Linked DNA regions of Macaca mulatta: region 2 is linked to region 1. Evidence: chromatin contacts called from public Hi-C data. All regions are on one chromosome and are shown on one strand. The core of a region is the stretch at or near the end of the contact, and the rest is flanking DNA. Distances in the headings are between cores, read along the strand shown. Region 1 holds the start of E2F6 (E2F transcription factor 6). Region 2 overlaps C13H2orf50 (chromosome 13 C2orf50 homolog).

Region 1 (6,602 bases), core at 2,636-5,135:
AAAAGGTGTTGACAGATAAGAGCTAAGTGGTTGCATTCTTTTGAGCCTTTGATCAGCCGTTCACATAGAAGAAGCGGGTAGAGGAATAGTCACGTATGCATTTACCTAGCTCAGTGAACCTGCACTTTTACATAAGATAAAATAAACATGGCAGAGGAGGCCATCAGCTATGCATTTGTCTCAGGCGAGCAGAAGGATGACTGACTTCTGTCCTTTGTCTATGTCCTGTCCATACCTATGAAGACAAGCTATCAATCTACGTCGTCCGGGTGAAATTCAACAGAACTTTTTAGGGTAAAGATCTTGGGGCCCATAGGGAATTTCCTAGTGGGAAAATGTGGAGGAAGCATGTAGCTTTTTATCATAGTAGCTATCTTATTTAGGAACAGAATGGGAGGCAGGTTTGCATGACGAGGTTCTCAGCTTGACTTTTCCCTTGGGCTTAGACACAATCCCACTCCCCAGCAATCTTTCCTCACGACCTAATCACCTCCCAAAGGCCCCACCTCCAAATATTATCTCATCGGAGATTAGGTTTCAATATATGAATTTTGAGAGAACACAAACCTTCTCACTATAATAACTGGACTCAATGATATCTACAACTTTAGTTTCTTCACTTGTGCTATCCAACATGGTACCACTAGTTATGTGGCTATTTAAATCACAAATTAAATTAAATTAAATTGAAATTCACTTCCTCAGACACGCCAGTCATATTTCAGGTGCCAATGGCCACACGTGGCAGCAGCCACCATATGGAACAATGCGGAACATTTCCATCATCACAGAAAGACCTAGTGGATACAGTCATTTCCTCACAGACCTCTGGAGAGGACATTTTCAAGTAGAAGGGAAGCAAAGTATCCTCTGACATATGAGGCCTTTCAGGATTGCTCAAGCACACCTGTGCACTTGGCCTCATATTTCAGCCCTAACTTTAAAAACGATCCCTGGAAGTATCGTCTTCAGCCCTAACTGGAAAGTCCCAAAGCCCATGCCCCATTCTGCCCTAGCGCCATTCTGCCCCAGGAAGCACACACAAAAACAGGGCTAGAACTGGGAAATACTAGAATTTCTGTGCTGGGAACTGTGACTGTATACCAATGTAAGGCCATGGTGGACAAAGCCACGGATAGTCCCCATGCAACCTGGAACAAAGTTCTCTGAGCCTCTGTACCCTCTTCTATATTCCTTTTTTTTTTTTTTTTTTTTTTTTTTTTGAGACAGGGTCTCGCTCTGTCACCCAGGCTGGAGTGCAGTGGCATCATCTTGGTTCACTGCAACTTCTACCTCCGAAGTTCAAGCGATTCTCTTGCCTCAGCCTCCTGAGTAGCTGGGATTACAGGTGCCTGCCACCACACCTGGCTAATTTTTGTATTTATAGAAGAGACAGGGTTTCACCACGTTGGTCAGGCTAGTCTCAAACTCCTGACCTCAAGTGATTCTCCTGCCTCAGCCTCCCAAAGTGCTGAGATTACAGTCATGAGCCACCACGCCCAGCCTTCTACAAAGTATTCTTGAAATAGCTACCTCACAGGCAAATGTGGAAAAGCACCTGTAGTTTACAACTAATTCAGTTATTATTTTTTCTTCGTCTGCTCTGCTGCTATTGTGTGTTAGACATACTCTAATTTAGTACTTATGCTTTCTGCTTATGTGTCTCCACCAGGCTAGTAGCCCCTGGAACACAAGGTAAGGCCCCATCAGATTCAGTTCTTCCCTCAACACCTACCCTACTGCTCGGCCCATGAGAGATGCTCAAAAAAATGTGCAAAAGATTATGTCTTGAGGAAAAGCCAGGTCACAGGCACAATAAGTATGAAGATTGTGCCATTTCCCCGACTCTCCCCAGCTCTGTGCTCATGCTCTTTCTTTAGCCTGGACCACTTGCTACCCCATCCTGATCCACACCCCACCTTTACTTGTCCAACCCCATCTCTGGTTGTAGAGAATCTAGTCGTCCTTCAATAATCTTCCTAAAGATCTGAATGCCAAATTAATTAATCAGTTGTGGAGTCAAAGCCTGCCTCTACCACTGCCTACGTAGGACCCTGAGTAAATTTTTGTAATCCTGCTGATCTTAATTTCGCTGATCTGCAAATTGGGCAGAAAAATAACTATCTTTCAGTTTTGATATGAGATTTACATAAGCAAATGTACGTGGAATGCCAAACACATAGCAGATGCTGAATAAATGCCTTAAAATGGCCATTTCTAATGACTCTGGGAAATTCTTCATTCTGTAACAATATGCAGTCTTCTCGAGATCTCCGCTATGTTCTCTTTTTTTCTAGTTTATTTAGCAAACGTTAACAGAGCATGTTTTATTTGCCAGACACTGTGCTAGATGACAGAGATACAAAGATTAGAAGCCAGGCATGGTGTCTCAAGCCTATAACTCCAGCACCTTGGGAGGTTGAGGCAGGAGGATTGCTTAAGGTAAGGAGTTCAAAAAATAATAATACATTTTAAAAAATTAGCCGGGCATAGTGGCATGCACCAGTACTCTTAGCTACGTGGGAGTCTTAACTGGGAGACCACTTGAGACCAGGAGTTTGATGCTACAGTGAATTATGACCATGCCACTGCCCTCCAGCCTGGGTAATGGGGAAAAAAAAAGATTAGAGACCTCTGACATCATAGTCTAGTGGGGAGCCAGCTTCTTCAGGGATTTCTCCCTACCTCACCTCGCCCACCTCAGGCTGTGTAGAAACCCCCAGTCTAACCGGTTGTTTCCCTCCAACTCTGTACACACCACGGTGTGTTACCTTTTTATTTCAAACATGTGCTGGCCTCTGTTCTAATCACAGCAACCTGTATCCATTAATCCATTTAATCCTCACAACAACCTTATCAGGTAAGTATTGTCATTATTCGCATTTTCCAAATAAGGAAACTGAGGCACAGGCAGATTAAGTAACTGGCTTAATAAGGTCTTCTGGTTTATAAGTAGGAGCCAGGATTTGAAAACACACCTCTGGCTCCAGCTTAATTAACATGCTCTGTTTACTTATCTGTCCCCACTGAAATTGGAGGTTGAACCTGTGGCATATCCAAATGAGTAAGTATCGCCTGTGCTCACCCCAATATCTGACACTATAGGTCCACGATAACTCATTCATCAAACAGGAAGGAGGGAGGAAGGAAGGAAGGAAGGAAGGCAGGAAGGAAGGAAGGCAGGAAGGAAGGAAAGAAGGCAGGCAGGCAGAAGTAAAACGATACCACAATGGTTTGGTTGCTCACATTTACTAAGCATCAACACTGACCCGCCTGTAAGATGTGCTAACAGAGCTCAGGAATAAATGAAGGCCGGGCGTGGTAGCTCATGCCTATAATCCCAGCACTTGGGAGGCCAAGGTGGGAGGATGGCTTGAGCCCCAGAGTTCAAGACCAGTCGGTGCAATATACTGAGACTCTGCCTCTACTAAAATTAAAATTAAAAATTAGCCGGGCGCAGTGGCGCGCGCCTGTAGTCCCAGCTACTTGGGAGGCTGAGGTGGGAGGATCGCTTGAGCCTAAGAATTCGAGGCTGCAGTGAGCCCTGACCACGCCACTGCACTCCAGCCTGGGCGACAAAAAAAAAAAAAATTAAAATTAAAAAAAGGAATAAATGAACATCTTTGCGGCTGAGAGCTTTCAGTTATCACCGTCGAGAATTCCAGGCGAGCGCTGCGTTTTCCCAGCTGCCTGTTTTCTCTCACCCCCGTTCCCTTCCTCTGGAATCCGGCTCCACCTCTTCCTTTTCCTTTGCCAGCCTCTCCGTGGATTCCGCGGTCCGGGTTTCCCGGGCGCCAGCCGCCGGGAGAGGATCAGTGCGTGGGAGCGCTCCGGCCGCGGCGGGCATGCGCAGAGGGGGGCGGTACACTGCGCATGCGGAAAAATGGCGGGCCGGGCTACTTGAGAGCCGCGGGTTTACCTCCTCCTTTCCCGTCTTCGTCGGGAGTTCCCGGGCACGTGAGGCAGTGCCGCGTTTGCTGGCGGGTGGGACGGCCTAGCCGGGCGGGGCCTTGGAGGACGCCGCGGATCCGTCAGTTTCTGGGCCCTTGGAAATCGGCGCGTGGGGGGCGGTGATCGAGCTGCGCGCGAGAGGGCGGGAGAGCTCGCGGGGTGCGAGGGGAGCGGGACGCCCGGCCGGGCAGCATGAGTCAGCAGCGGCCGGCGAGGAAGTTGCCCAGTCTCCTCCTGGACCCCGCGGAGGAGACGGTTCGCCGTCGGTGCCGAGACCCCATCAACGTGGAGGGACTGCTGGTAAGCTCCGGGACGGGAGGGGGACGGGCGGGGGTCTCCCAAAGCTGGCCCCCTCCTCCCCGCGCCGCCGCCAACCCCGCTGGCCGTCGTCTCGGTCGTCTGCTCCCCCTGGGCCAGGCGCTGCCCATCACGTGCTGCGAAACTGCGCTCTCCCGCCTTCTGCTTTCAGCATCTGTTCACAGACGTGGTGTCAGTCTTCTGGACTTTTACATCGGAACTTCAGGGCACTGTTGGAGAAAATTGCTCAACTTTGCATTGGAAAGGCCATGTTTTTCTCCTTCAGTGGACTCTAGCTGTATCTCTGCAACCTATCATTTGTTCTTCTACCTTCTCTCTCTTCTGCTCTACTGCAGCCGTTTAAAACCTTGTCCACGCTTTATATTTACCACGCCACAGCTCCCATTCATAAAATTATCTCCCCACCTGTTTGACGGAGAAAATGGTTAGGAGATTTGGCTCCCTTTCCCACAAAGACTGATTTCTTCTACTCTTGTTCTGGACCAGATACTGTATTCCCCGGTTCTCAAGGTCCTTAACAAATGCGTTCTTTTCCATTCCTCCCGTATTTTCTTTTTCTTTTTTTGAGATGGAGTTTTTACTCTTGTTCCCCAGGCTGGAGTGCAATGGCACGATCTCAGCTCACTGCAACCGCCGCCTCCCAGGTTCAAGCGATTCTTCTGCTTCAGCCTCCCATGTAGCTGGGATCACAGTCATGCGCCACCACACCCAGCTAATTTTGTATTTATAGTAGAGACGGGATTTCACCGTGTTGGCCAAGCTGGTCTCGAACTCCTGACGACCTCAGGTGATCCACCCGCCTCGGCCTCCCAAAGTGATGGGATTACAAGGCGTGAGCCACCGAGCCCGGCCTCTCCCCATATTTTCAATTTCTCTGCTGCTTTCTTCCTATAACTAGTAGTAATTAAACATTTTCCCAAGTCATTATGCCTGGTCCCCATACCAAATAGTTTGTGATTATTGTCTCATTTAATTTCTCACAGCAGTGTTTTATAATAGTAAAAGACTATTATTCTTGTTTTACGGTTGCCAAAACAGACCTGGAGATGCATGTAATGCCGGCTTGCCTGTGGCTAGATAGTAAGTGGAGAAACTTGGGTTGAACCTCCAAATGTCTAACTCCAGATGATAAATTCTTGACTACTAAAACCACATTCTCAATCCATCCCCATCTTAAAAGATCCCTCCCTTAATTCCATATCCCTTGCCATCTACTGTCTCTCTTCCCCTTCACAGCTAAACTTCTTGAAAAAGTTATTTACACTCACTCTTTCCACTTGATCGTCTCATTATCAGCCAACCCACTGCTGGGGACCCCTATCCTCAGCACACTTGTGAGACCATTCTAACCAGGGTCACCGACAATCTCGTCAATTCCAGCAGCTGTTGTAGTTTTGACACAAAACTACTTGTGTTGGAAACTCTCCCTTGAGTTTCCTTGACATTGATGTTCCATCTGCTTCTCTGGGCTCTCCTTGTCCTCATCCTCTTCCCAGTCCTTCATTTTTTTTTCCCCCGAGACAGGATCTCACTCTGTCACCCTGGCTGGAGTGCAGTGGCACATCCTGGCTCACTGCAGCCTTGACCTCCCAGGCTCAAGTGATTCTTCTGCCTCCACCTCTCTAGTAGCTGGGACCACAGGCACATGCCACAAGGCCTGGCTAATTTTTTTATTTTTAGATATGGAAGTCTTCCTGCGTGGCCCAGGCTGGTCTTGAACTCCTGGGCTCAAGCTGTCCTCTCACCTCAGTTTCCCAAAGTGCTGGGATTACAGGTGTGAGCCACCGTGGCTGGCCACATGTTGATGATATTCAGGGTTCTCTTCTGCTGTCTCTACACATTCTTCTTAGGGGAGTTCATTCTCTCCTCCCATGACTTATGTTACCGTCTACATTTGATCCTTGAACGACTCAGGGTTTGGGGCACCAAATCACATGAAATTCAAAATCTGAATATAACTTTGATTCCCCCAAAACTTTACTGTTTCCTGGAAGCCTTACTGATACTGTAAACAGTTGATTAACACATATTTTGTATTTACATGTATTAGTTAGTGTATTCTTATAATAAAGTAGCTAAAGAAAACGTTATTAAGAAAATCATAAATAAGAGAAAGTCCTACTCATTCAGGGGAATTAGATGATCGTAAAGGTCTTCATCCTTGTCTTCACACTGAGTAGGCTGATGAAGAGGAGTAAGAGGAGGAGTTGGTTTTGCTCTCTAAGTTGTGGCAGGGGGTAAAGAAAATTGGCATCTAAGTGGACCCACACAGTTCAAACCTGTGTTGTTTGAGGATCAGCTGTATATTGGTACCATCTGTATTGGTCGTCTTA
Region 2 (5,852 bases), core at 1,593-4,092, 330 kb after region 1:
ACTTAGTAGCACAAAACCAAATAACCCAATTGAAAAAATGGGTTAAAGACTTGAATAGACATTTCTCCAAAGAAGATAAATAAATGGCCAATAAATATATGAAAAGATTATCAATGTCACTCATCATCAGAGAAATGCAAATCAAAACCACAGAGGTCAAACACGGTGGCTCATACCTGTAGTCCCAACACTTTGGGAGGCTGAGGCGTGTGGATCATCTGCTGTCAGGAGTTCAAGACCAGCCTGGCCGGAGCTTGCAGTGAGCTGAGATCGCACCACTGCACTCCAGCATGGGTGACAGAGCAAGACTCCGTCTCAAAAAAAAAAAAAAAAAAAAAAAGACCAGCCTGGCCAACATGGTAAAAACCTGTCTCTAATAAAAATACAAAAATTAGCCAGGAGTAGTGGAGGGCATCTGTCATCCTAGCTACTTGGGAGGCTGAGGCAGGAGAATTGCTTGAACCTGGGAGGCAGAGGTTGGAGTGAGCCGAGATCACGCCACCGTACTCCAGCCTGGGCGACAGAGGGACACTTCATCTCAAAACGAAACAAAACAAAAAATCACAATGAGATACCACCTCACACCTATTAGGATGGTTGTTATCAAAAACCAAAAGACAATCAATGAGTGTTGGCCATTGTGTGGAGAGACTGGAATGCTGAGATACTGCTGATGGGAATGCAAAATGGTGCCACTGCTATGGAAAAGACAATGGAGGTTCCTCAAAAAATTAAAAATAGAGGTAGCATATAATCCTGCAATCCCTCCAATATGGTTTGAGTGTTTGTGCTCTCCAAATCTTATATTGAAATGTGATCCCGAGTGTTGAAGGTAGGGCCCAGTGGGAGGTGTTTGGGTCGTGACCGGCTTGGTGCCTTCCTTGCGGTAATGAATGAGCTCTTGCGCTATTAGTTCACAGGAGAGAGCTGGTTGTTAAAAAGAGCCTGAAACCTCCCCCTCTCTCTCTGGGTCCCTCTCTTACCATGCAACACGCCTGCTCCTCCTTCACCTTCTGCCATTATTGTAAGCTTCCCGAGACCCTCACCAGAAGCCACGTGGATTCCAAGACTATGCTTGTACGGCCTGCAGAACGGTGAGCCAAATAAACTTATTTATAAATTACCCAGCCTCAGGTGTTCCTTGACAGCAATGCAAAATGGACTAAGACATCCATTTTTGAGAATTCATCCAAAAGAATTGAAACCACTCCCATGTCCATTGTAGCAATACATATAACAGTCAAATGTGGAAGCAACGTAAAGTCCATTGACGAATGAATAAAGAAACTGCACATATATACATTCAGCCTTAGAATGGGAGGAAATTCTGTAATACGCGACAAGATGGATGAACCCGGAGGACAGGATGCTAAGCTAACAAGACGGACATGGAAAGTCAAATATTGCACAATTCCACTTCTATGAGGCACTGAAAATAGACTACTGGGAGTAAAGACTAGAATGGTGGGTGCCAGAGGCTGGGAGGAGGGGGAATGGGGCGTTGCTAATCCACGGGTATGAAGTTTCAGCGGTGCAAGATGAGCGCTTCCTAGAATCTATCAGGCTGCTCATTTAAAAATGCTGTGTTCTTGCTTAAAGATCATGCCATGTACTTGCTTAAAATCCTGGATGGTGTCTCCTTTGGAAAAAATGCATCCAGACTTTTACGAGGGCTGGGGTGGCCCCCCCGGCTGCTCCCCCTTATCCTGTGGCCTTCCTCACTCCCTGTGCCTCAGCTACACGAATTCTTTGTTTTGTTTTTTTAGATACGTCAAACTCTTGGCTCCTTCTCCTGTTTCATGTCTCAGCTTAAAAGTCTCCTCAGAGAGGCCTTCAGCCGGCTCTCCCCCTAACCCTGAACTGTTGTTTCCTTCTTACCGCTGGTCACATTTCTTACAGATTTGTACTTGTTTGCTTTTCTGCTTGCTTTTTGGCTGCCCTGTCCGGAGTATGAAGGCTCCGTGGAGCCATGGCCAGGTCAGTCCCTTGTTGTATCTGGTCTCCTTTCAGAGCGGCTCATGGGGATTTTTGGTTGAATGAAGGCATGAAGGAGCATCTTTCCCAGAGTCAGGTCAGATGGCCAGCGCCTCTCACCCAGACTAGGCCAGCAGGCTCCGGCTCCAGGGAGGCGGGGCTGCTCGGACCCAGCCGCATCTGATCCTGGCCTCCATCTTCCTGGCTTCCTAGGCTCAGGCTCGGGTCTGGCTCTGGGCTGGGCCGGTGACCCGCCTCCCCCCGGGCATGCCATGCTCTCTGTCCCTCAGCCCGGATCAGCTGCCCAGCCATCTCCCTTTCTCCAAAAGTTTCCCCAACTTGTAGTCAGGTTGCGGGGGTCAGGGTGGAGAAGGGAGGGCAGGGACTCACCAGCGCCGCTGGCCCCGACGCTCGGCCTCCAGGAGCTCCCGCCACAGCTGGTCCTGCTGCACGCCGCCACCGCAGGCAGCTCCCTGGGCCACCCGCTGCGCCTTCAGAGCCTGGGGGGCCTGACAGCCACCAGCAAGACCCCTGCTGGCCATAGGGCCAATCCGGGCAGCTGGGGAGACAGACGTTGGCGGCCTGGTGGGGGACAATCGGTGCCCAGGTGATGTGGTTCTCTGGAGCCCAGGGGTAGGGTGGCTCCCCATGGGTGCGTGTGTGTGTGTGTGTGTGTGTGTGTGTGTGTGTGAGAGAGAGAGAGAGAGAGAGACAGAGAGAGACTCCTGTGCCTGAGCTCAGCTCAAACCTCCTCCTGGAACACTCTCTCCCTCCTAACCCCGGGACAGCCTGGGCAGGGTCCTCCTCACTGTCGCTTTAGGCCTCGAGCTCAGAGTGGCCGATGGGGAGAGCATTTGAGCCCAGTTTTGTTTTGAACTCCCGCCTGTGTTGACTGTTGTCCTGGGAACGGGCAGCTCCCAGGAAAGAGGCGGGCCCGTGTGTGCGTGCGGGTGTGTGCGGGTGTGTGTGTGTGTGTGTGTGTGTGTGTGTGTTTGTGATCTGAGCCCTAGGGCTGGGGGGCAGAGAGTTCTTGAGTAGATGCCACGCCCAGTTCAGCAGCCCCCTACCCCGAGGCCGGAGTCCTCCGAGCAGGGTAGGGGAGGAGGAGGGAGCGAAGCCGGGGCTCCTGGGGGCCACCCCCACCACTGTCGCACTTGGCTTCCGGCAGCCGCCTTCAGGCCGTGGGGCGATGATAGTCCTGTGCTGCCCCCTCGTGGATGCTGCGAGGCTTGCACGAGATGGTGGCCCTGAGGGCGCTCTGGGAATTGTGGATCAGGCATCAGTGTGAAGCTTCCTGCTTGTTTGGGAACAATGGCGGAGGTCATGAGCTTCTGTCGGGCGAGGGAAAATGAGTGCAATGCACTAGGAACATCCGCTCTGTCTGTAAACCCGGAGCGTTCACACAGCACTCTGCTTTATGTCTGAGACCTCCCAGCCATGCCTTTCCAACGCCATTCTACAGATGAGGAAACTGAGGCCCTTACCGGCAAGATTAAGTGACCGCCCACGGTCACACAGTCACCAGCTGAAGGGAACAGGGAGAACCTGAGGGCTCACGGTCCGAGCCCTCAGCCCTGTTTCTGTTCTAACTGGGTGCAGCCAGGCTCCCTCCGTGGCAGCCTCTCCTGGTCTGGCTCAGCTGAGCTCCAGGGATGCCCGCTGCTCTCATCACTTCTGCCTCCTGCACTCTCTGCTTCCGGTTCTCTGGGTTTCGTGCCGTTCCGGTAGGTGCTGGCAGATTCACAGTTCCTTCTACGCAGCTTCTCTGTGGGTCCATTCAGCTGGGCCGCTGCTTCCTATCGTTGTACAGGAAGAGCTAAGTGCAGACAAAACCCTGATGAATAGAGGCCTGTGCAGAGTGCCTGGGGTGCAGGGCAGCAGGGCAGCCAGTGAACCACAGGGCACTGTGGCCAGTCCTGTGTGCCCCTGCTGGATTCTGCTTCTGTGAGGGAGGCAGCAAGGAGTTGGGACTTCACAGGTGAAAGGACTTGCCAGGTAGAAAAACTGGGGTGACCACAAAAGCTTGGATGCAAGAGAGAGCCTGGCATTTTGGGAGATGTAGGGGAGGAGACAAGGACGGGGGTGGCAGGGCACATGGGGGCAGGCCCCGGGGTGTTTTCCACTGTATCCTGTACCCAGTGGGGAGATACTGATGGGCTGTGAGCCCCAACGGAACTGCAGGGAACAGAACCATCAGGAAAGGGGTAAGAAACAGGTGAGGTCGCCATTGCCATGGTGTGGGTAAGCAATGGCAATGAAGCCCCTACCGGGCTCAGGTGGAGGGCTGGCGTGGAGAAGACAGGGCTGAGAGCCAGGCCAGAAAGAGCTGCCAGCTTTGTCTTCCCACACTTGCGTGAGGATGGAGCTGAGGGGTGTGACCTTTTGGGAAAACATTAGTCTAGAATCAGAGCTGCAAGCCTGGGACTCTGTCTGTCCTCTGTCCCTCCCCTCAGAGCTGGGATGACACAGGCTGGCATCTAGTGACTTAAATTTTCCTGGTAAAGATGAGCGCAGCAGGAGCGTGGCAGGGTGGGCCGCTGTGTGCTGCTCCCATGGAGGTGTCTGTGCTCCCTGCACCGCGACGACAGGTTCCTGCCATGCCCAAGGAGCAGCGGCTCTGACTTCCCTGAACCCCCAGCAGCTGGGTTCTAAAGACACCCCGTGAGTGTCTTTAGAGAGGACAATGTGTCCTGGGAGGCTTTGTCAGGCTGACTGCAGGCTGTAGCCCCGAGCAGCTGGGAACAGCCATGCAGTTTGCTCAGATACCTCCAGCCCTGGCCACAGGCTCTAGACACAGGGACCAGGACAAAAAAGGCCAGCAAGGGCATCTGCGACAAACCATCACGACTGATCGAGTTCCTGATGTATGTAGAGGCTAAATATCTCCACTGAGTTTTTTTTTTAGACGGAGTCTCACTCTGTTACCGGGGCTGGAGTGCAGTGGTGTGATCTTGGCTCACTGCAATCTCTGCCTCCCAGGTTCAAGCGATTCTCCTGCCTCAGCTTCCCGAGTAGCTGGGAAAACAGGTGTGCACTGCCACACCCAGCTAATTTCTTTCGTATTTCTAGTAGAGACAGGGTTTCACCATGTTGGCCAGGCTGGTCTCGAACTCCTGACCTCAGGTGATCCACCCACCTTGGCTTCCCAAAGCGCTGGGATCACAGGTGTGAGCCATGGCGCCCGGCTGGAGATTGGTTCTTAAAAATTAAAATATAATTTAAAAACCATTTCAGACCGAGAGTTGATAGAGGGCTGGACTGATGGGTGACAAAACAAATACAATACAACGTAACTGTAGAATCTAGGTGGTGGGCATATGGGTGGGCATATGCTGGGTGTCTGAAAAACTTCAAAATAAAATGTTGAGGGGAAAAAAACACCTCACCTGCCAGTCCAGGTCAGTCACTGCCAGTCTCTTTTCACATGTCCTTATCCCTGGAAAAACATCCAAATTCACTCTGGGTGCGCCTCAGTGAGCCCCAGCCTGGGAGGACCCACGCCGCCCTGCCCCTCCCGCAGCTCTAAGGCTGGCCTCACCTGGGGATCAGGACACCGGGTTCCAGTCCCTGCTCTGCCAGTGACTTGCTCTGTGCCCTTGAGCGAGGGCTCAGGGCACAGCCCACATTTTGTGGTCTAACTTTACATGAGACTTACCAGGGGAGCACAAGAATCCCTGCCTTTGGGAGGTTGCTGGAGTTGTCTTTGAATGGGTTTTCCTCAACCCTAAAAGGCTTAGCAAGTTCAGGGCCTTCAGCTGGGCGAGGAGAACGTTCCAGCCCAGGCAGCCACAGGGTGGCCCCACCAGCCCGGGAGCAAGGACACCTGCGATTCACAGAGCGCGACGAGGCTCCGCCCTGCGAACCAGCCCCGCCTACTT

Evidence for each region. A called contact is a pair of places that touch in the nucleus more often than the background predicts.
Region 2: a contact with region 1 is called in a Hi-C map of liver, with 4 times the contacts expected there. The contact joins the enhancer-like site here to the promoter of E2F6 in region 1. A contact is called at or near these places in 4 of 14 Hi-C or Micro-C datasets (fetal cortex germinal zone, fetal cortical plate, fibroblasts and 1 more).

The regions. Positions count from the first base shown.
Region 1 is chr13:113,368,012-113,374,613 of T2T-MMU8v2.0, forward strand. E2F6 (E2F transcription factor 6) reads left to right here and starts at 3,886. Exons shown (of 7, transcript NM_001266655.1): 1 at 3,886-4,251. The coding sequence starts at 4,144.
Region 2 is chr13:113,695,644-113,701,495 of T2T-MMU8v2.0, forward strand. It overlaps C13H2orf50 (chromosome 13 C2orf50 homolog), which reads right to left. Exons shown (of 4, transcript XM_077960138.1): 1 at 2,365-5,852. The coding sequence starts at 2,624. Among named protein-coding and RNA genes, the nearest start is that of C13H2orf50, 3.5 kb to the right of the region's middle. Within about 2 kb of position 2,843, at least 11 of the 40 cell types and tissues checked have an H3K27ac peak or open chromatin away from gene starts, as enhancers often do.